Linked DNA regions of Mus musculus: region 1 is linked to region 2. The links are chromatin contacts, called in public HiChIP or PLAC-seq maps. All regions are on one chromosome and are shown on one strand. Each heading gives the region's core, a stretch centred on a gene start, on an enhancer-like site or on the middle of the called end of the contact. The rest is flanking DNA. Distances are from core to core; before and after follow the strand shown.

The links. HiChIP or PLAC-seq counts read pairs in DNA pulled down with a chosen protein or histone mark.
Region 1: an H3K27ac HiChIP or PLAC-seq map of heart atrium shows a contact between it and region 2, with 6 read pairs. The contact joins two enhancer-like sites. A contact is called at or near these places in 4 of 39 promoter capture datasets (hippocampal neurons, liver and trophoblast stem cells), 1 of 15 datasets of contacts at CTCF or cohesin (large pre-B cells), 2 of 484 Hi-C or Micro-C datasets (the CH12 cell line and bone marrow-derived macrophages), 4 of 115 datasets of contacts at active chromatin or transcription factors (cardiomyocytes, embryonic stem cells, extraembryonic endoderm stem cells and 1 more) and 3 of 9 other capture datasets (adipose tissue, embryonic stem cells and embryonic trunk).

Annotation. Positions count from the first base shown.
Region 1 is chr14:63,324,752-63,328,723 of GRCm38.p6, forward strand. It overlaps Gm4151. Among named protein-coding and RNA genes, the nearest start is that of Gm36165, 32 kb to the right of the region's middle. Within about 2 kb of position 1,355, at least 32 of the 459 cell types and tissues checked have an H3K27ac peak or open chromatin away from gene starts, as enhancers often do. A contact at or near this core is called in extraembryonic endoderm stem cells and heart atrium, where this site is marked.
Region 2 is chr14:63,064,398-63,068,498 of GRCm38.p6, forward strand. No RefSeq gene overlaps it. Among named protein-coding and RNA genes, the nearest start is that of Gm35908, 4.4 kb to the right of the region's middle. Within about 2 kb of position 2,689, at least 36 of the 459 cell types and tissues checked have an H3K27ac peak or open chromatin away from gene starts, as enhancers often do. A contact at or near this core is called in extraembryonic endoderm stem cells and heart atrium, where this site is marked.

The sequences.
Region 1 (3,972 bases), core at 105-2,604, 260 kb after region 2:
AGCTCACACCACTTGGCCCCTGAAAGCTGGAACCTCCCCCACCTGGGCTCTCAAGGCTGTACTCCTGGACTGGAGCACGGAGGTCTGTGTCACACACTATGAGGAGGGCACATTTTCTGTTACTGACAACCACCCCTCCGGAGTTCAGGTTATCACATCTACCCTCCACTGTGACACTGAGAAGCCTGGAGCTTTGGCTTCTGTGTTGACAGTGACTCTCAGTTTTGTTCCGCAAGTGGCAGAGGAAAACAAATGCCGCCTTTTCATTCCATGGGGCTGCAAAGAAACTTGAATATATGAGTATTATTGGCATATATTATTAATTGTATATGATGATGGGCTCATTGTATTCATTGTGATACTTTCATACAGATATATGATGTATTTCAATTATATTCCTCCCCATCCACATTACCTTCTCTGTTTTTAAATTAAGAGCTCTATTTTATATGTATGGGTGTTTTGCCTGCACTTGTCTGTGCACCACATGTGTGCAGTGCCTACAGAGGTTGAGAGAGGGTGTCAGACCATCTGAATCTGGAGTTACAGGTGGTTCTGAGTCACCATGTGGGTGCTGGGAACCGAACCTGGGTCCTCTGGAAGAGCAGCCAAGGTCACTTAAGCCCTGAACTACCTCTCCAGCCTCCACCTTCTCTCGGCCCCTCCCATCCCCGTTAATCTTTCTCTTCTCAATTCATTCCCTTATCATTCCACATCCTTTTGTGTGTGTGACTCAATGAGTTTCCGCCAGGAGGCTTACAGAAGCATGACCTTACAATGGCCACATCACTGGAGAAAGTCACCCTTCCACCCCTAAGGACATTGGTTGCCAATAGCACTTCAGGGAAAGGCATGAGTTCCTACCTGAAGATATATTTCCAAAAAGTTACTATGGAGAACTTTTTTTTTTTTTTTTTTTTTTTTTTTAATTTTGAGGAGACAGTGTGCTACTTGGGATATAGACCAGGTAGAGAAACACGCTGGCTCTGCCCACCTTCTGGAAGCCTCAGCTGCTCGTCAAGCTGCCTTGAGGCCTACCAAATAAACTCCAGAAGGACTTAGCTTCCAAGGTGAACTGTTCTCCTAAGATTGCTCTACTGGGCCCAGAGATAGGCTGGTAGGATGCGTTTCTCTTTTCTGGGACCTCTGGAAGAAAGAAAGGGGATTGGAGGGTGTGTGTGTGTGTGTGTGTGTGTGTGTGTGTGTGTGTGTGTGTGTGAAGTGGGGGTCAGGTTATTAGGGGTGGAGGGAAGGGAACTGTTTGATTAATGGGTGTCCTGTGAACCTGCACATTTGCCCAAGGCTGCATTCCTGGGCTTTCAAACTCAGGGCAGTTTGATAAGCTGAGACCAAAGTCCCCTTTCCTCCCAACAAGGAGAGCAAACAGGGCTACTCACTAATCCCAACCCTGGCCTCCAGGGCCGTTTCTCGGCAACCAGTCTGCCAAGTGGCCTTTCACAGGCCAATCAATGAGGCAGCCCTTGTCTTCTGGGAAACCGTGGCCAGTTCGTGGTATAGCCTCTTGCCTGAGAGGAGGGGTCTGAGGAAGGAGGTCATGGCTTACAGAGCCTGGGCATTGATCTGAAGGCCCTTGGTTGCTGAGCACTTGTCATCAAGCCAACTTTCCTTCCCCTGGAGTTCTCCATAAGACACTCCTTCCCCTCCTCTTCCGGCAGCAGTTCTGCGGGACCTGCCGCTTATCAGCAGGCCTCTTTCCATCCCTCAGGGCCTCTCTGAATGTTCTTTCCAAGCACCTGGCTTACTTCTTTCTCACTTAAGGAGACTTTCTTGCCTCTCAAGCCTATGTGAGGCCCCTGCAGCCCATGTGGGGCCCTTCCTCCTTGGGCCTCCTCTGGCTCCCAGTGTCATGGCTCAGCGCTCAGGAAACACCATTTCCCACTCTATCTGTGTCTGGATTTAGTATCACCAACTCCAAAGGAAGAGCTTTGAATGCAGGGCTTAAAGTTGGGGTGGTCCCCCAGAGGAGGGCATACTGCTAACTTTGGCAGCATCAGACTAAGAAAGTGGGCATGCAGCAGAAGGGCAAGACGTGGGAAGCTTCCAGGCTGAAGGAACCAATCAGACAGATAGAAGGGAAGGTTGTTTGACATGGAAGACAGCCCAGAGTTAGGGGAAATAGCTGTTTCTCAGAAGTCCCAGGAGATGCCTATGGGGTTGTGTCCAGCCTTGGCCAGCTCCCATTCGCCTGTCTAAGCATTCTTTCTTCTGTTAGGGCCCATGCTCTGTAGCATGTTTTCAATTGTGTCCCTTACTCTCAACCAGAGATGATTGTGGCCATGATGGACCCTAAGGGGACTTAGAGCTTCCTGTCTAGAGACTTGAGCAAAGAGTCATAGTTCCAATGTCAGATGTTTGACTCTGATGGCACCTAAAGTAGTTTGGGATTGAATTTACACATGGAGGGGCAGGGAGTAGGTCTATAAGAGAGGAGGGCAGCTGGAATAGAAAGCACACAATGGGCCCATAGGCACTTTTACTCCCTATAGCCTTGGAGTCACTGAATTCCTGAGAGGAGATGCTGGGAACAGCCTCCTTGTGAATGGGAAACAGGCTTAGTGGTGCAGTGACTTCCCTCAGCACACAGAGCCAGTCAGTGAGAGAACCAAGCCTCATCATTATGCTGGAGCGGTTCCTGCCTTTGCCCAGAGCAGCAACATAGGGTCAGGTTCATCCACTCTCATCCCCAGATGCTGAATGGGCTGCTTTTAAGTGAAGAGGGACCAGGTTATGACTCTTCCATGATCCAGGTCTTGGAGAAACCTGTTCTATCCATATACCTCACTTTGAAAGCATTTTTACAAAAAGAAAAGAGAAGAAAAGAAAAAAGAAACAGAGCGTTGGCTTTTCTTCTCTTCTCTTCTCTTCTCTTCTCTTCTCTTCTCTTCTCTTCTCTTCTCTCCCTCCCTCCTTCTCTCCAGTTCAAGTAGCCCACACTGGCTTTGAACTCATGGCCCTCTTGTCCTTCCCAAGTGCCAGGATTAAGTGTATATACTATCATACCTGTTTTTTGTTCGTTTGTTTGTTTGTTTTGTTTTACCTATCTGTCTGCACCCTGCTATCTATTCATTTTTCCTCCAATCTTTTACCTATCTATTCACCTACCCACATAACTGTGCTTCTAATCCACCCATCCAACCATCCACCCATCCATCCATTCATCCATCTACCCATCCATCTATCCAGTTGACATAGCTAGCCAATTGGCCACCAGCAGTTGTATGCTGAATCCTTTCATGTGTGTCATGTGTGCCATGGTGACACTCACAGAACTATTCTTCAGTTCTGCCCACTGGGAGAGATAGATGTGGTAGATGTCCAGGTTTCTAAACTGCATGGCCCAGAGAGACCATTCTCCTTAGTATGATTCCTAGCAAGTTCCCAGAGGGGTGTGCTGGGTGATGCCTAGGTAGGATCTTGGATAAGAGTTTTTAGGAAAGCAAAGGTGGGAGCAGAGGTTGTAGGGAGGAATGAGGGAGGAAGAGGAGAAGGAGAAAGAGAAGGAGAAGAGGGAGAGGGAGAAGAAGAGGGAGGAGGAGGACAACAACAGCAACAACAACAACAAAACACCACCAACAACAACAATGACAACAAGAGAGAATTCAGTGAAGCCTGAGGTCCTGAGGGAAGACCTCCTCTGCTATCTCCTAGCAGTCCCTGCTGATGTCTGGGACTTTTAGGGAGAGAAAAAGCCAGGGCATCAAGCAGCTTTGGTAAGTCCCAAGCATCCTTGATGACAGGGAGGAACCTGCCAACATTGCCAGTGGACATTTTTTAGAGGCTGCTTCTAAGTGAAGAAGGTCCAGGTTATGACTCCTCCATGATCCAGGTCTGAAGACACAAAGGAAAAATAGTGAGGGTGGGACTGGAGAAGCTGCAGGCTTTAGCAACTGCCTGGCTCCAGCCTTCCTAGCACAATCCGATCCTCCAGTGTCATGTGCGCTCACTGTAAGC
Region 2 (4,101 bases), core at 1,439-3,938:
ATGTGACATCTGTCTGTGAGTTCATCCCTGGGTGGATTACATGGAAGGTATTTGTCGCATTTAGAGCCCTAGCAAAGCCTCCCTCACCAGCAGGTGTTTTTCGTTTTTGGTTTTGGTTTTGGTTTTTCCCAAGAAAGCTCCCTCCATTGAGTAGTCTATCTTTCAAGGGTCCTAATTTAAAAGGGCTGCTGGCTCCAGCTATCACTGACAGGCTGCAGAACTCATCACCCCACCACACACACAAACTGTGAGATGCAAAACCCAGGCACCTGGTCACCAGGATCTATGTCCTGGTCCGCAGGCTCTGCTTCCTGATCCACAACCACCTGCCCAGCCTGAGCTCCAGCCACCAAAACAAACTGAATACTGTCTGTCAATTCCCTTTCCATACCTGGTACCCCAGGATTCTGTTCTTGCTTTGAAGTAAGCAACTGAAGACATTAAAGAGCAAAACAAAAACAACAAACAAAAACCTCAAAACAATCACTTTGAAATCTGTAGCATATTTTATTTTTAAAATCTATGGAGACAACCTAAATAAAACACACATACAATGTAAATAAAAGAACAGGGTGTGCCTGGAGTATTTTTTTTAAAACTATATTATGAACGTGTGTGGGACAAGTGTGACCAAGAACAGACCTGGAACAAGAATGAGGGGAAGAGGCATCCAAACCATGAAAATCCCACTTTGAGATCAAAATCTTATCTGGGCAGGAGTAAGGATTCCCCTACACTATTCTTGGCCTGCTTGCCCCAGGGCACATAGTTCCATGACCCCCGACCCCCACCTCTATCTTTCTTGAGGAAGCCACATAGACTCTTGGGCACCTTACAGACTTAAGCACCTGGAATCCCTCTTCATGCAAATAAAGCATTCCCATCTCCTGAGCCCCAGTAATGTACACTCTCCTGCCTACTCCCCAAGATTTATATAGCCCTTGCTACTCCTGAATAAAACTGCTGTTTCACAAAATATAGTCTAAGAGAGCTGCTTCAGCCACACACATGCCCACCTCCCCACCTTCCCCACCCCAACCCACCACCAGCCCCACAGTGCTTACTGTGTACTGACCAAGATCCTGCCAACCCTCGCCCACAAACCTGTACCAGAATTGTCAGAGCCTGCGAGCCCAGTGCCCAGTGCTGATGACTCTGACCTGAGGACTCACAGCGGGAGAGTGAGGTGTGTGACCATGTCTACAACCTGAACCTTGACCTGTAAACATCTTAGCAACCTCCTTCTGCCTCTCTGTGGGTTCTTCTTTGCGGAGTCCAGATTCCATGCTGCTGACATTCTGATGGTTCCTGCTGACTGTTCCCGGAGGAAAGCAGGGTGGTTTGCAACAAAAGATCACATCTGTTACACAGGTCTTCATATTGTCACTCTGCTGAAGAGTTACATTGTTCTCTAGGCCATACATGAGCCTGACTGCTACTCAGTTACCCGGATCCACTCCAGGAGACCTGTGAATGGCAACAGCCACCAGGGAGCTCTTCTGTTATAAACCCAACTCCTGCAGGAGCCCAGACAACCCATTTTACATTTTTGTGACGCTGTTGGTCTTTAAGATCTATGTTTTATTCTATATGGATATGTGAATACCTGTGTGTATGTATATGTTTCACACGTGTGCCTGATGTCTCAGGAGGTCAGAAGAGGGTCTCTGATCCCCTGGAACTGGAGTTGCTGACAGCTGTGAGCTTTCTTGCGTGTACTGGGACCTGAACCAAGGTCTTCTGCAAAAGCAGCAAGTGGTTTTTAACTGCTGAGTCATCGCTCCAACCTATGACTTTGTTGTTATCTATTACCCTTATATGGATGTAGGTATACAACACATGATGAATTGAAATCTCCTATAGCATAATAAAGACTGCTATACTATATAATTATTACCATGGTAGGCTATATTAAACACAAAGAACAGTACATAAAACCAATTCCCAATATGAGCACCCATAAGTTTTGTTTGTTTGTTTGATTGGTTGGTTGGTGTTTGTTTGTTTGTATGTTTTCTGAGGTAGGGTTTCTCTGTGTGGCCATGACTGTCCTGGAACTCACTCTGAAGACCAGGCTGGCCTCAAACTCACAGAGATCCACCTGCCTCTACCTCTCAGATGCTCGGATTAAAGGGGTGAGCCACTACACCTGGCTGCACCTGTAACTTTTAGTGAACGTTAGCATTTTGCCACACTGGCTTCAGATACCTTAAGAGGAAAAAAGAGCAAATCATTTCAGCTACAGCGTAAATCTTTGTCGATGCCTCTATTCTAACCTAGCCAGGTAAGCCTGCCACCTGGAGGCTGTTTTCATCATTTACAGTCATGTTGTGAGCTATTTCTGAGCATATACTTATAAATAGACAGCTGCACGTTTAACCTAAGACTGCATTTGAACGCTACAGACACCCATGCAATGCCTGAAAATTCCAGCAGATGGCACTAGAGCCTCGATCAGCGAGGCATTTTTTTATTTAAACAAAACAAAACAAAATAAAGATTTAGCTGTGTTGTGCAGATGAAAACACCTTCTAGCGAAACGGAAAAGGGGCTTCAGTCTTCTGCTTCGGAAACGATAACACCTGGAATCGTTTCTTCCAATTCTTGCCCTAGGCAGAAGGCTCCAGAGGACAAGGACACCAGCAGAGGTGTGGGACTTCTGGGCTGCCATTCAAGCTGCTCAAGTGACCTATGCGTGAATTAGAGGCCCTTCTCCAAGGACAGGTGGCTCAGGGACAAATCATCACTGCATACTGTACCTCTGACTCCTGTCACGTGATTGTGGCTCCCTACCGACTGACATGAGCAGAAAAGCTGGAGCTATTTCTGAAGGTCTTCAGTTTGGAATCCACAACCTGCCGTCTTGATGTACAGATAGACTCACAGCCCAGAGCTTTGGAGCGTCATCCCCTTGGGCACACACAGATTTAGCTGTTATTAAAGGAGTGTGTTGTAAGGTGAGGCATTAGGTGACTCTCGGAGTCAGAGAGCATAGACACCAGAAACCTCTCAGAGCTGTGCCGACGTGACCAAGTTTGGCTTCTTCTGACGATTATCTCTGGCCTCTAAATTCATGGCAGCCAGGACACAGGCATCCACTCCTAACCTTACCCATGAAAATAGCTAACAGATACAGTAAAATTGAGGAAATTGAACAGGGTAGGGAAGGAAGGGCTCACAACCTGATGACCCCTCAGGGCTTCTGGTGACCATACCCCCAGTCCTGGTGTCTGGGCTCGACAAGGGATATGGACCCACAAACAGATCCTGGGGTTCCTGGAGACCTCGGGTTCCCAACAGCTTAGAGACACGGCCACCCTGCACCCCCTCCTCTCCTGGCCCCTCCCTGACCTGCCCTTTCTCTGGCCTCCGGGCCTGAGAAGGCCTAGAGAGGCCGTGGGAGTTTGGCTACCATTATCTGGCCCTTATCACCACTAAGTTCAGGCTGACACGGAGCCCTCTCAGTTCAATGACGAGGGGCCCGCCCGAGGTCATGCCTGTCTCCAGAGAGCCGGGGCCCTATCTCAGCGACCTACGGAAACCTTGGCGAGAGCTCAAACTTTCTGACGACAGAGAGGGACCCTGCCCTATCACTGCCCAGACACCCACCCCCACGGCGTCTGGCATGAGCCTGGTGAAGGCTCCACCATTCTTCACTGAAATAGCAACACTGATAACTACAGCAGACAGAAGTACATTGACGAATCTCCATTCAGAAAAGCACTTCTCCCTCCTCCCTCTGCCTTGGTGCTGTCCTCCTGGGATGGACACGACCATACAGGCAGAGTCTGTCCTGACATAGCAACACGAAGATGTTGTGTCCATAGCCCTCGCAGAACCCAGGCTAAAGCACCAGGAAGAAAAAATGCCTTTGATGGCAACCCCCGTGCACCAAGACTTCTGCTGAAAGGATCTTGCCTGGATTGGTGCTGCAAACAATTTGTGGGGTACGCTGGGAAGAGCCCTTGTATATGTACCCCAGCACCCAAAACAGCTTCCCCTTGAAGCAGTTTCATCTCTTTGGGTACAAAGTTATCTTTCCTGTGTCAGGACCATTCTACTGGAAAAGTTACTTATTGAAATTATTTTTCAATTTGAAAC